Linked DNA regions of Mus musculus: region 2 is linked to region 1. Evidence: chromatin contacts called from public promoter capture Hi-C data. All regions are on one chromosome and are shown on one strand. Each heading gives the region's core, a stretch centred on a gene start, on an enhancer-like site or on the middle of the called end of the contact. The rest is flanking DNA. Distances are from core to core; before and after follow the strand shown.

What was found. Promoter capture Hi-C pulls out the DNA fragments that hold promoters and counts their contacts.
Region 2: a promoter capture Hi-C map of embryonic stem cells shows a contact between it and region 1, with 6 times the contacts expected there. The contact joins the promoter of Dct here to the enhancer-like site in region 1. A contact is called at or near these places in 5 of 39 promoter capture datasets (the 3T3-L1 cell line, embryonic stem cells, hippocampal neurons and 2 more) and 1 of 115 datasets of contacts at active chromatin or transcription factors (embryonic stem cells).

The regions. Positions count from the first base shown.
Region 1 is chr14:116,866,165-116,872,106 of GRCm38.p6, reverse strand. It overlaps Gm52093 (a long non-coding RNA gene), which reads left to right. Exons shown (of 3, transcript XR_003951001.1): 2 at 4,757-4,900. Among named protein-coding and RNA genes, the nearest start is that of Gm52093, 11 kb to the left of the region's middle. Within about 2 kb of position 2,541, at least 6 of the 459 cell types and tissues checked have an H3K27ac peak or open chromatin away from gene starts, as enhancers often do. A contact at or near this core is called in embryonic stem cells, where this site is marked.
Region 2 is chr14:118,049,790-118,055,731 of GRCm38.p6, reverse strand. Dct (dopachrome tautomerase) reads left to right here and starts at 3,486. Exons shown (of 8, transcript NM_010024.3): 1 at 3,486-4,248. The coding sequence starts at 3,954.

The sequences.
Region 1 (5,942 bases), core at 1,292-3,791:
ATGGTGTCTTCACAGGAGCAGACCAACTAGGAGTCTGCCTCAGCAGCAAGGACCAGGCAGAAGCTAAAGCATTTTTCTTGTTTTAAGAACATCTGAGGTCTACTTGTCACACAGATTATTAAAGGTCATGCACAGATTTGGAGGTTTTGTTGTTTTGTTTTTGGATTTTTGATATAAAGCTTCTCTGTATAGCCTTGGTTGTCTTGAAACTCACTCTTGTAGAACAGGCTAGCCTCAAACACAGAGATCCACCCCCATTTGCCTCCTGAGTTCTGGGATTAAAGGCATGGGCCACCACTGCCCAGCTCTCAATTACAGTATTAATGATGGGCCCTGTGGTACACAGTGAGTCTGCAGAGTTGTTCACATACAGAATTAATTGTAAGCACTGTGGTACACAGTGAGTCTGCAAGGTTTTTCACACTGCTTAGCTGAAACATTATACTCACTATCTGGTAACTCCCTCAGCTAGGCTGAGCAACATTCCTCTCTAAGTCTATGACTTTACTATTTTAGCTACATCATATAAATGGAATCATGTGGAATTTTTTTCCTTTGACTTACTGCACTTAGCATTCAGTCTTCAAGAATTTTGAAGTACTTAGTGAATGGTTGGAAAAAAGGGCTCACAAGGCAGGTTTCTGTGGCAACTGGAATGATGAAAATGGGAAACTGGCCTAGGTTAGAGTGTTCAGAGAAATATGTAGTTCAAAAGGTAGATATACAAGAGGTCGGATCTAAATAATATACATAGAAATTACACATTAATATTTTAAAATGCAAATATCTTTGAAATTAGATTAAACTAACAATGGCATAAGCTTCAATAATTAAATGTAATATTAATAGGAAGGAGTACAGGGAAGCATGTGTTCCGTTTTTGCATCTCCCATAGGACAGCCTTAGTTACACAGATAGCTGTGAAGCCAGGGTGGGGGCTGTATACAAAAGCCCAGGCACACAAGAAGGCAGGCAACCAAGGAGTATAAATAAACATTCTGTGCTGGAGTGATAAACATCGCATCCACTGCAGCCTTCCATTCTCCTGCTCCTGTGTGCATTACATGGGTTATGCTTGCTTCTACTTCCCTAACAAGCCTAACAGTGGATTTAGTTAAGGAGATGAGGAGGATTTAAAAGATAAAATCAGACTGGCATTCAACCCTTCTTTCTCCTTAAGCCCATTGGAGATGACTTAATAAAAAGGAGACAGAATATTAATTTTTCTGAAATTTTGTTTGGTTCAATGACCTTGGTAAAAGCTAGTAGGAGAATCTGGAAATTAGTTTAATTGACTGTTATTACTATTCTGCTATTCTAGTGGAATAATTCACAGGTCATTCGAGTTGATTCACTAATGGAGCAGAGAGATAAGGTATGCAGGGACAAACTCTCCACTGGAGTTCAGTGATTTCCCCCAAGCTGGCTTCATAGATCACAAAGCATAACATCGAATTACATTTAACATTCTCAAAACAACACTCCGTAAGGAGAAAATGAAGGTATCAGAGAGCTATTTGCCCAATACTCTTTTGGCTCTGATGTCCAGAATTGATGTTGAAGGGTTTTTGGGGCAAATATACTATGTCTTTCTCTAGAAACCAACCAAACAATTATGACAATAATATTCTTGAATACAATGGACAATGAATGTGGTCTAGGTAAAAATGACCAGTGGACCCATAGTCACCTGTGAAGAAGACATGGGTTCTTCATCTCCCTCTGACTAACCAACATGAAAAGTCTGTCACTTTCTCTGGCTCTCATCATACTCAAGTCTTGCTGATGCCAACCTCACTGGTCATTCCCTCTCTGCTTCCTGTTTTACCAATCAGGGAAGGCAGGCCATGAAACATCTAGATCCCATAGCAACAGGAGGCACATCCCATAGCAACAGGAGGCACATCTCTTCTCTGCTACAGGTCTGGGAGCGAAACATCTTGGAGAGATGCAAATGAGCATGCTGGTACCAGGAACCCCAGTCACCAGCTGCCTAACCAGCATATTTAGTCTTTTACATTTTTATGTTGTGCGCTCTCTCTCTCTCTCTCTCTCTCTCTCTCTCTCTCTCTCTCTCTCTGTGTGTGTGTGTGTGTGTGTGTGTGTGTGTGAGCTTTGTAGAAGACTGCAGATGCCCACAAAGGTCAGAGTTGTCAGACTCCATCAGAGTCACAGGCAGTTGTGAGCCACCAGACTGGGTGCTGGGAATCTAATCTAGATCCTCTGGAATCGTGATGTGTTCCCTTAAGTTCTGAGCCATTTCCCAAGACCCCATATCAACTACTCTTAGGAGCCAGCACCATATGGACCTAATATCTAGATATTAAGCTGGCAGAGATCATGGTGTCTAGCATTACGGCTCCAGAAAATGAATGGCAGTGCTCTCAAGCACAGGCATGCTTGTGAACAGCTTCTCCTGATGGCTTCTCTATTTTCTTTGAGAGTCAATGTTTTGAATTAACATACTTATCAGACTATTTACATGGAGATTAGCCTATAAAAAAGAGGGAAGGGAAGATGGAACTTTAGAGGCACAAAGGCAGCTAGGAAGCAAGATGGGAAGGACGATGGCTCCCCCACAGCCAGGTTTCATCAGCCTTGTTTGCAGACTCTGTCAGTCTCCTTGTGATTTATCCACTGAAGGTCAGGGAGAGTACACATTAAATGCCTTAACTTGAGTAATAAAGCAGGGAACCTGGGTGTACCACTCCAATAAAACAACAGGCTGAGAAGGGAAAATTTCACACAGCCAATAATTTTGTCTACCTGCCAACAACTAATATGTTGGTTTGTTTTCACCGGGAAGACGGATTGTTTGTGCCTCACCCACTATAAATACAAAGCAGTACCATCGTTAACACACTTGGATCCCTGCAGCAATCGCCGTGTCTTACAATAAAATAAGCTAAGTAAATACATGTTGAATGAGTGTGAAATGTTGCTTTCTGATTTTCATGGTCTAAAAATTCATAGACGCACATCTAATCTGCACCTTTAACACTGTAGGGCATCTTGTTTTGCTTCTATCTCCTTGGCATGTTTTTTCTTTCTCTATAAACATCCCTAACCTGTTCCTGTCTGTGGGAGTTGACCCCATCCATAACCTGTCCTCCATATGATCACTTTCAAAGCAATTCTCATCTACTGCAAATTTGCTTGGATCCATATCCATCCTTAGGTCTTCTCTTGAAGTTGAAAGGACACCAGCTTGTTTTTGTTCTCCAGTTTATTCACAGGTTCTCTGCTGTCACTGTCTTACGTTGGTCCAGTGTTTCTCACACTCTCTGTGTCCTCTGTCTCTTCCCCATCCTGTTTTGCATAGGTACGTATGAATGGTATATGTGTGTGCATGTATGAAGCCACAGGTGTGAGATCTGATGTCTTCCCAGGAGGCTCATGAATCATCTAGATTAGCTAGTCATCTCTCTCTGGCATTTGTTCTCTGAGATTGCATGCACTGGGATTACAGGCTGACCACCATGTCCATCCAGCTTTCAACTGGGTTCAGGAAATCGGAACCCTGGCCCTCAAGCTGGAATACTTGTGTGGAAAACACTTTCCTTACGAAGCCACCTCCTCAGCATCTCTGCCTGCACATTACTCTTTCTCAACATAAAAGAAAAATACACTCTCTCTACACATATACTTTTAAAAAGAAATAGCAAGCTTCTCCTATTCACATATGTCCTCCTGAGCTCACACTTTTCCAGCAAACATCATTCCAACCCCACTCAGAATTTCATAACTTAGCAATAAATAAGGACAGAACATTAAGTTAAGAAGCAGGTAAGATTTCCACTTTCATGAAGCTTTTTAAAGTTTAAAAATAATGTCACAAAATATCATAAAATAGACTCCAGATGTGAAGACACAGTGAAAGAGAGGATTGGAATATCACAAGCTCTCAGAAGTTATTTTATGCTTGCCATTGACTCTTGGGTGCTTTCAGTACCTTGTGAAAGCCTTCTAGTGTCCTTGGGGGTTGACATTGATGTCCCAGCTCCCAAACTTACATTAATCCACCTTCCAGGTTTAATTCTTTTAACACCTGACTTAACTTTATCCGCATCCAATTGGCAGAGGGACTTACATAACTTACTTAACATATCAACATATGATTGGCAAAGGGATTTACATACATCTCGGATCTGACCACATACCCATTGTCATGATTTGTTTCAACTGTCAACTTTAAGCCATCTAGAATTGCTTATAAAGAGAGTGCCCTGAAAGGCTTCTCTGGATAACTTTGGCCTGAAAAGGAAAAGTTGCCAGTGGGGATTGTCTTCATTACATTACATTGACTGATTACACAGAGGGGAGAGTAACCACCCACTGTAGGTGGTGCCATTCCCTAGGCTGTGACGCCTAGACTGTAGAAAGTGGAGATAGTGAGCTAGGAGAGGTTAAGTCCACAAGTATTAATTCCTTTCTCTCTGTTCTTGACTTTGCATATGAAATGACCAGCTGCTTCAAATTTCAGTCAACTTGACTTACCCATAGTAATGACTATAATCTGAAATTATGAGAGAAAAATACTTTTTTCTTAGCTGATTTCTGTCAAGGCATTTTATCAAAGTGATTGACGAGTAATCAGAACACCCATCTACTACATCAGTTCCTGTAATTGATACTAGCTTCTGGAACAAACACAATCAACCTCTCAGAAGTTCAGACAACAAATTTGTATCTCATGAGTCAAATATGCCTTAATAATTGTATTCGTTCCATTTATTTAATTTTTCTAATTTGTCAGGTTGTCACTTGAAGCCATAGCTTTGTGGTCCCTGCGGAAGTGGAAGAGGCTCCATTGAAGATGTCCATGATGTGCGGACACAGATGACATTTGTATTCATGTCATTACTCAGAGGATCACATCCTTCGGCTTCCCCTTGGTGGGGTGAGTGGTGAGGGTGGGGTGGCTGGAATGCAGGGCCCCTGAGTACTGTAGAGCATGTGACAGTGACATCATAATACTCTTTACCTTGCTTGCTTTGTTTGTTAACATCTGGCAGTCAAAAAACTCCAGGCATAGGCCTTTAATGTGGGACATAAGACCACATCTCTCCACTCCCTCTGTCTCTTTTCTGATTCTTTCTACTTGTACATCTGTCTTCTGTCTTTCCCTCTTCCTCTCCCTTTTCTTTGAGACAGTTTCATGAGTCTGGAAAGATGCTTCCGTGATAAAGGGCATTGCTGCTCTGCTGGAGGACCCAGGTTCACTTCCCAGCATCTTTAATTCCAGTCCCAGGGAATATAAACTCTTTTCTGGCCTCTGTGGGCACCTGGCACATATGTGGTGCACAAACACTCATGCAGGCAATATATCCATGAATGAAAAGTAAATGGATCTTTAACCAATAAAGTAAATTTAAAAGTTCTATACATGCATTTTCTAGAAATAGATTTTTCATGAATGTGTATGTATATTAAAAAAAACCCACTTCTAACAACTTTCTGTTTTAGATGTTAGAAATATCTACATTTACAGAAACCCTTGTTTAAGAAAGACTTTGTGTTTTGAACCTTTCTGCATCAAATACTTATTCAATGAAATACTTCTAGCTGAACACTTGACAGCTCATCACTTCGGGCGTATTTGTTCAGGATCCTTATGGAAGGTTTACAGAGGGCAAAACATGCTCCCTGCTTGACATGGGGTCCTTTCAAGCTGGCAGGAACAGGCATGGCTGCTAAATACTTGTTCTACTTCTTTCTTTCGCTCATTCACCAGGGTGAGCACACTAACATGGTCAGAGCTAGGAGCACGGTCTGGGTAAAATCAGTCAATGCCAGTGTCCAGAATCTGTGGGTTAGACTCACTCGATTGCTGCTTTGCCTTTCCATATGGAGACACCTATGGAAAGCCTGCTTGCATAAGCCTTATGGAAACAATTGGCATTTTCTCATAAGTCTCTCACTGAATTTGGACTTCATCATTT
Region 2 (5,942 bases), core at 2,237-4,736, 1.2 Mb before region 1:
TCCATTGCGTAGCACTGTTAAAATAATTTCTACTAGAAACACCTAAATTTCAAGGAGACGTTCCTTTAGGTTTGCTTGTTCGTTTAGAGACAGGGCCTCAGGTAGCCCAGGCTGGCTTGACTTGCTGTGTTTCTGAGGATGGCCCTGAGGTCAGCTACCTCCACACCGCAAGTGCTGTGTGACGTGTACTGTCATTCATGCCTGCGTCCTGAGGTGTTGGGATTGAACCCAAGGCTGCACACGTGAGAGGCAAGATCTCTACTAACTGAGCTACACCCCTAGCCCCTCTTTGTGGTTTAAATGAGATGACAGCGGGTAAAGAAGCAAGCCTAGGTCAGTACCTGGCATAGAGTAGGAGATTAAGAAACCTACATTTCCACAGGGCTGAGAAGATGGTTCGGTGGTTAAGATCACGTGCTGTTCTTGCAGAGGACCTAGGTTCCATTCCCAATATCAAGATGGTGACTCCCAACTTCCTGTAACTCCTGTCTCAGGTCATTTGATGCTCTCTTCTGGTCTCTGAGAAGCAGTGCCTATACATTCACCTAGACTCACACACATATACATAAAAAAATCATAAAGAGGAATGTTTTCTTCTTTTCCTTATTTTGAAGTATCACAATGAATTCCTGAGAGACGATGAATGTAGTAACACAGCTTATTGCGAAGATTGGGACCTTGGGGTCAGGGAGATACAGTCCTTCCAATGCCCTGCTATCCGAGGTCCCAGGCTCCCTCTCCTCTCATGTAACATTGGGATAATAACCAGCGACTTGATAGGACTAAGAGGAAAACAAGCCGTGCACTGTGATTGGAAGGTGTCCTGGTTGAGGACACCAAAGTGAATGGCAAAGGACGGCTCCTCTCAGCAGGTGACACTCCAGTGACAGGAAGCCAGGAGGGGATATTTCAGGCAGAAGAAACAGCAGTACAATGGCTGAGAGTTCCCATGACTAGATCTGTCTGGGTAGCAGTGACCATAGTACTCTGCCCAACAAAGACAGACAGAAAGACAGGCAGCAGAAGTTCTGACATGACCTTCTAGTCCAGCTCCTCCCAAACTCTATGGCACAGAAGTTTTGGAAAACAGTTTTAAGGCCAACGTGAGATCTAAATGCGCATGGTGTCAGTGCGAATGACCCTCCAGGCTGGCACCTGACCGATCATGTGCAAGAGTGTATGTCAATGGCCAAGCTTCTAAATGCTATATCCCAGTTTCTGTCTTTACTGTATCCATCCTAATGTAGGTCAGAAGCACACAGGCTGGGATCTGCTGACCACCCTGGGTAGCACATGGAACAATGTTTGTCATCACTCTAAGTGCTTCAGAAATCATTGCCGGGAAAGGAAGAAAGAGAAACCAAAGATTCAAGGACCATGGTGGTGTTTAGTCCTTAGAGCAGAGGATCAATGTGACAAGACAGCAAAATTCTGCTCTGAAGGGTCTAAGCCCTTCTGGGAGGAAGTTGGCTATGAGTCTGAGACTTGCAGGTGAGAGCCGGCCCAGGGAAGGAATCCTGGGGTGAGGTGAGAACTTTTGTGTAAAGCCTCAGATGACCTGGGTTGCATGGCAGGTGCTACAACGAAAAGGAAATGGGTCATTCTGATGTGAGAAATGTCCCTCAATTTCAGGTTCCTAGAAATCTGATGATGGCATCTTCCAAACTTCACTGCTGCTCAGAACAGCAGGTTTCACAGTGGCGACGTGAAGTGGAAGTCAGTAAAAAGACAGAATGAATGGGGTCCCCAAAGCCTCTAAGTCTTTACAACTGTTAGGTATTATGATCCTAGCATAGTCAAGCCTAAGAAAGGAATGCACCTGGTCCCTTAGCCAACGACGGCAAGCATCGTCTACAGCTCTACCTCATTCTCATACCGTGGCTTGCAACTCTGGCTGTGCAGTAGAACCTGGAAGAGAGTTTAGAAAACACTGATGTGAGGCTGGGGAGATGGCTCAGTCAGTAACATGCTTGTAAGTGTGGGGACCTGACTTCAGACCCCCAGTGCCCACATAAGAAGCCAGGAATGGTGGTAGACTCCTGTAGTCCCTGTGCCGGAGAGGCGAAATCCCTGGAGCTTTCTGGTCAGCCACTACCCAAAGGTTCAGTGGGAGACCCTGTCGCAAAAAACAAAGTGGAAAGTGAGTAGGCAAACCATTTATGTTGGTCTTTGTCATCCACCTGCACATGCATATACAAACATGTGGGCATGCATGCCTTCCACAGCACATATACTGTAAATGCACACATCTGCATGCCTGCATGCACACATGCACACACACTTACATCGCTGATGCCTTGAACATATCATTAAGAGTCCCATTCAATGTCCAGAACCCAGAAATACAAACTGATATTGGGTTAGTCACACCTTAATACCACAGGGGTGTAGGGACACCTGTGTATTTTCCTTTCTTCCTTCTCCTTTTCTTTTTAAGATGGGGTCTCTCTACGTAGCCATGGCTATCCTGAGACTCACGATGTAGACTGGGCTGGCTTCCAACTCACATAGATCACCCTGCCTCTGCTTTCTGAATGTTGGGATTAAAGTCATGGGTCTTTAGCAGACAGGCACACACACCTGGCTGCTGTGTACGTTTCTCAACCTTAAGAATTCCTTTGAAACTAACAAGGCACTTGACATTCACGTTCAAGGCACTCTTAGACTCCAACTGGAACAATTCTAAGTCGGCAATTTGTATAGATCTCATGACACCACGACAGTCCTGTTCGCACCAGGAAGGGACTAATGCTCTGGCAAATGGCCGCCACGGTCCATCTGCACAGCCCGTGGTACCTAGAGGAAGCACATAGGGGTACACCTTCCTAAATTAAAGCTTGATTATGCCAAACCTCAATGCAATCGAAAGATTTCCTTGCAAGTCCCACTCCAGTTTGTCCAATTGCAGAGAAATGACAACTGTGAATAATTGGTAGCATACGGTTCCACGCAAATTAAATACAAATCTGCTTCATGGATGTGCTGAACAAGAGAAGAGGGGGCTATTATTTGGAAGCAGGAGGATGCCTAATTGTGCAACAAAACAGCTCCTTGTACACTGGCTTTAAATAAACGTTTCTTTATTGGGGGGGGGGGGGGGTGTGATCTCCTGTGGCGGTCTCTCTCCCATGTCAGCCAGCAGTCATGGGGGAGAAGTACTTAGCAATGCACAGGTCTATAAAGGGCCTTTGACGGAATGCTCCCTCTATCTATTGACGCACTGGGAAGTCTGAGGTCACAAGCTTGGCTGGGACACATGAGCCCAATAAAGAGGCTGATTTTACCCTCCTGACACAAAGCCAGACACTTTATCAGCTTCATTGTGCACTTAGGGTCATGTGCTAACAAAGAGGATTTCTCTGGTTATAATCCCCTTAATGATGGCTTCTCCCATCCCTCCGCCCCCCCCCCCCCCCCCGTGCCCCACCAGGGCCCCGTGGCTTGGCGAGCCAGAGAGAATAAAGGCAACACGGTGCTTGGCTTTTGAACTGAGTTCAAGGCAATTAAGGTCAAGGGCTAGGGAGAGAAGGAGGAGGCTTAGAAACAGCAGCATAATAAGCAGTATGGCTGGAGCACTCTGTAAATTAACTCAATTAGACAGAGCCTGATTTAACAAGGAAGACTGGCGAGAAGCGCTCCCCTCATTAAACCTGATGTTAGAGGAGCTTCGGATGAAATTAAATCAGTGTTAGTTGTTTGAGTCACATAAAATTGCATGTGCGTGTACACATGTGCACACGTGTAGGCTCTGTGATTTAGGTGGGAATTTTGAGAGGAGAGGAAAGGGCTAGAACTAAACCCAAAGAAAAGGAAAGAAGAGAAGAGGAAAGGAAAGAAAAAAGAAAAGGCAATTTGAGTGAGTAAAGGTTCCAGAACTCAGGAGTGGAAGACAAGGAGTAAAGTCAGACAGAAACCAGGTGGGACGCCGGGCCAGGCCTCCCAATTAAGAAGGCATGGGCCTTGTGGGATGGGGGCTTCTGCTGGGTTGTCTGGGCTGCGGAATTCTGCTCAGAGCTCGGGCTCAGTTTCCCCGAGTCTGCATGACCTTGGATGGCGTGCTGAACAAGGAATGCTGCCCGCCTCTGGGTCCCGAGGCAACCAACATCTGTGGATTTCTAGAGGGCAGGGGGCAGTGCGCAGAGGTGCAAACAGACACCAGACCCTGGAGTGGCCCTTATATCCTTCGAAACCAGGATGACCGTGAGCAATGGCCGAGAAAATTCTTCAACCGGACATGCAAATGCACAGGTGAGGGCCCTTGGGCAGACCCAGATGTCACTGCATTTGAGCTTGATGGAGATTCCTAGGGAGGAAAGTGATCCCTTCTGAGGAGAGGCGACACTGGTGACAAACTGTTAGGCTAGCTGCTTCTGGTGGCAAGTCTCTTCACTCAGGAAGGCGGATAGATTGCTTACAAGTTTCACGCCCCGTGTGTGTACTTATGAACACTAAATCAACATTGTGTGGGCCACGCCTGAATTTCTGGACGCATGCCAACATACCTTTGGCTTGTTTGTTGGGAGGGGAGGCTACAGAGATGGGGAGCCTGCTTTGAAACTAGAACAAGTTCTTTCAAGATGGAGCGGGGCCTCTCCTGCAATGGGTCCGCACTTGCTGCGGCGCTGGGTGCGGCTTGGCATGGGGCAGGCGCAGAGGAGGCAGGTGCTATAGAGAGCTGCTCTCAGCATTTCTCAGGGTTTGAATAGACCACAAACAGGGGTCATCCGCCTTGCTCAAGCCAGGACTGGACCGTAACTTTGCTAGAGTTGGACCAAAGAGAACAGTGGGTTCTTCTACTATTATCTGAATTCCAATTGGGCAATATCAGATCTGCTCAATATCCTTCCTTTACAACCAGGGTGTCTCCCAATATTCATTTTTATGAAGTTTCCATTTTTCTGTGTTTCTGGGGTTCTCATGTCCTCCCCATCCCACTTCTTCTGGTTTTCAGAAAACATGCACAACTGTAAAAATCACCGAGTCTGGTAGGGCCTCTGAAAAACAAAACCCTTGCAAGCAGCAGCCCCGGCAGAGCCCTCGGACATGGCTTCTCGTCGGTGGCCATTTGCAAGCTGATTCCCTTCTGCCTCATTCCTGCTTTCCCACGTGCTGCTGAAGCAGAGCATGGGCACTCTGGCTACGTCAGGGTCAGAAACGCTATCGCTGAGGAAGAACGTTTTGCATGCCAAGCAAGTGCTTCAGCCCTGTTAATGATAAATGATTTAAGGAATCATTATAAGGAATTATAATGTTATATTATATATATATATTATATATGTTATAAAGGAATTATAAGGTCTAGTTCTGCTTTAGCTATTGTGACAGAAGTTATGATAGCGTGTTGAATATATATTATCCACTTTTTCCCTGAGGCATTAAATCATTTGCTTCGCTAGCCATTGCTCATAGATTTTCAGCCTCACTGGAGGGTGGGGTGGGGGAAAGCGCTGGATTCTGCACTTGTGGTATCGGGGGCCACACTAACGTGGGTGACCTTTGTCGCAAACCTCCAGAGCCTTCTATGGGAATTATTTCCAGGTCAATAGATGGCAAAATGTTGTGTTTTTCAAGAGTTGAACGTCCGTGTTTTATAGTCCCGGGGCAGAATGCTTTAGTAGGTCAGAGCAAACAGCACACGCGTCCTCCCTCCTCTTTATAGTTCTCCTCGGAGAGTGAAAGCACATTTGCTTTTAGGAAGGGGAAGTGGGAACCGCAGGACGGAGCAGAATACAAGGGGTACTTGCTATATCTCTTTGTAGAGGAAGTATTTTGAATATTCCTCAAGAAGGGACAGGAACGTGTGTCAAAGTGACCTACTTTAGGAGTAAAAAAGGGAATGGGTTAGGAGTAGGATGATCCACAAGTTTTAGATATAAGTCATCACATTTCCAGAGGCCAATACCTTGAAGCAGGGCTTCCCTCCTCAAGGTACAGTCTGCATC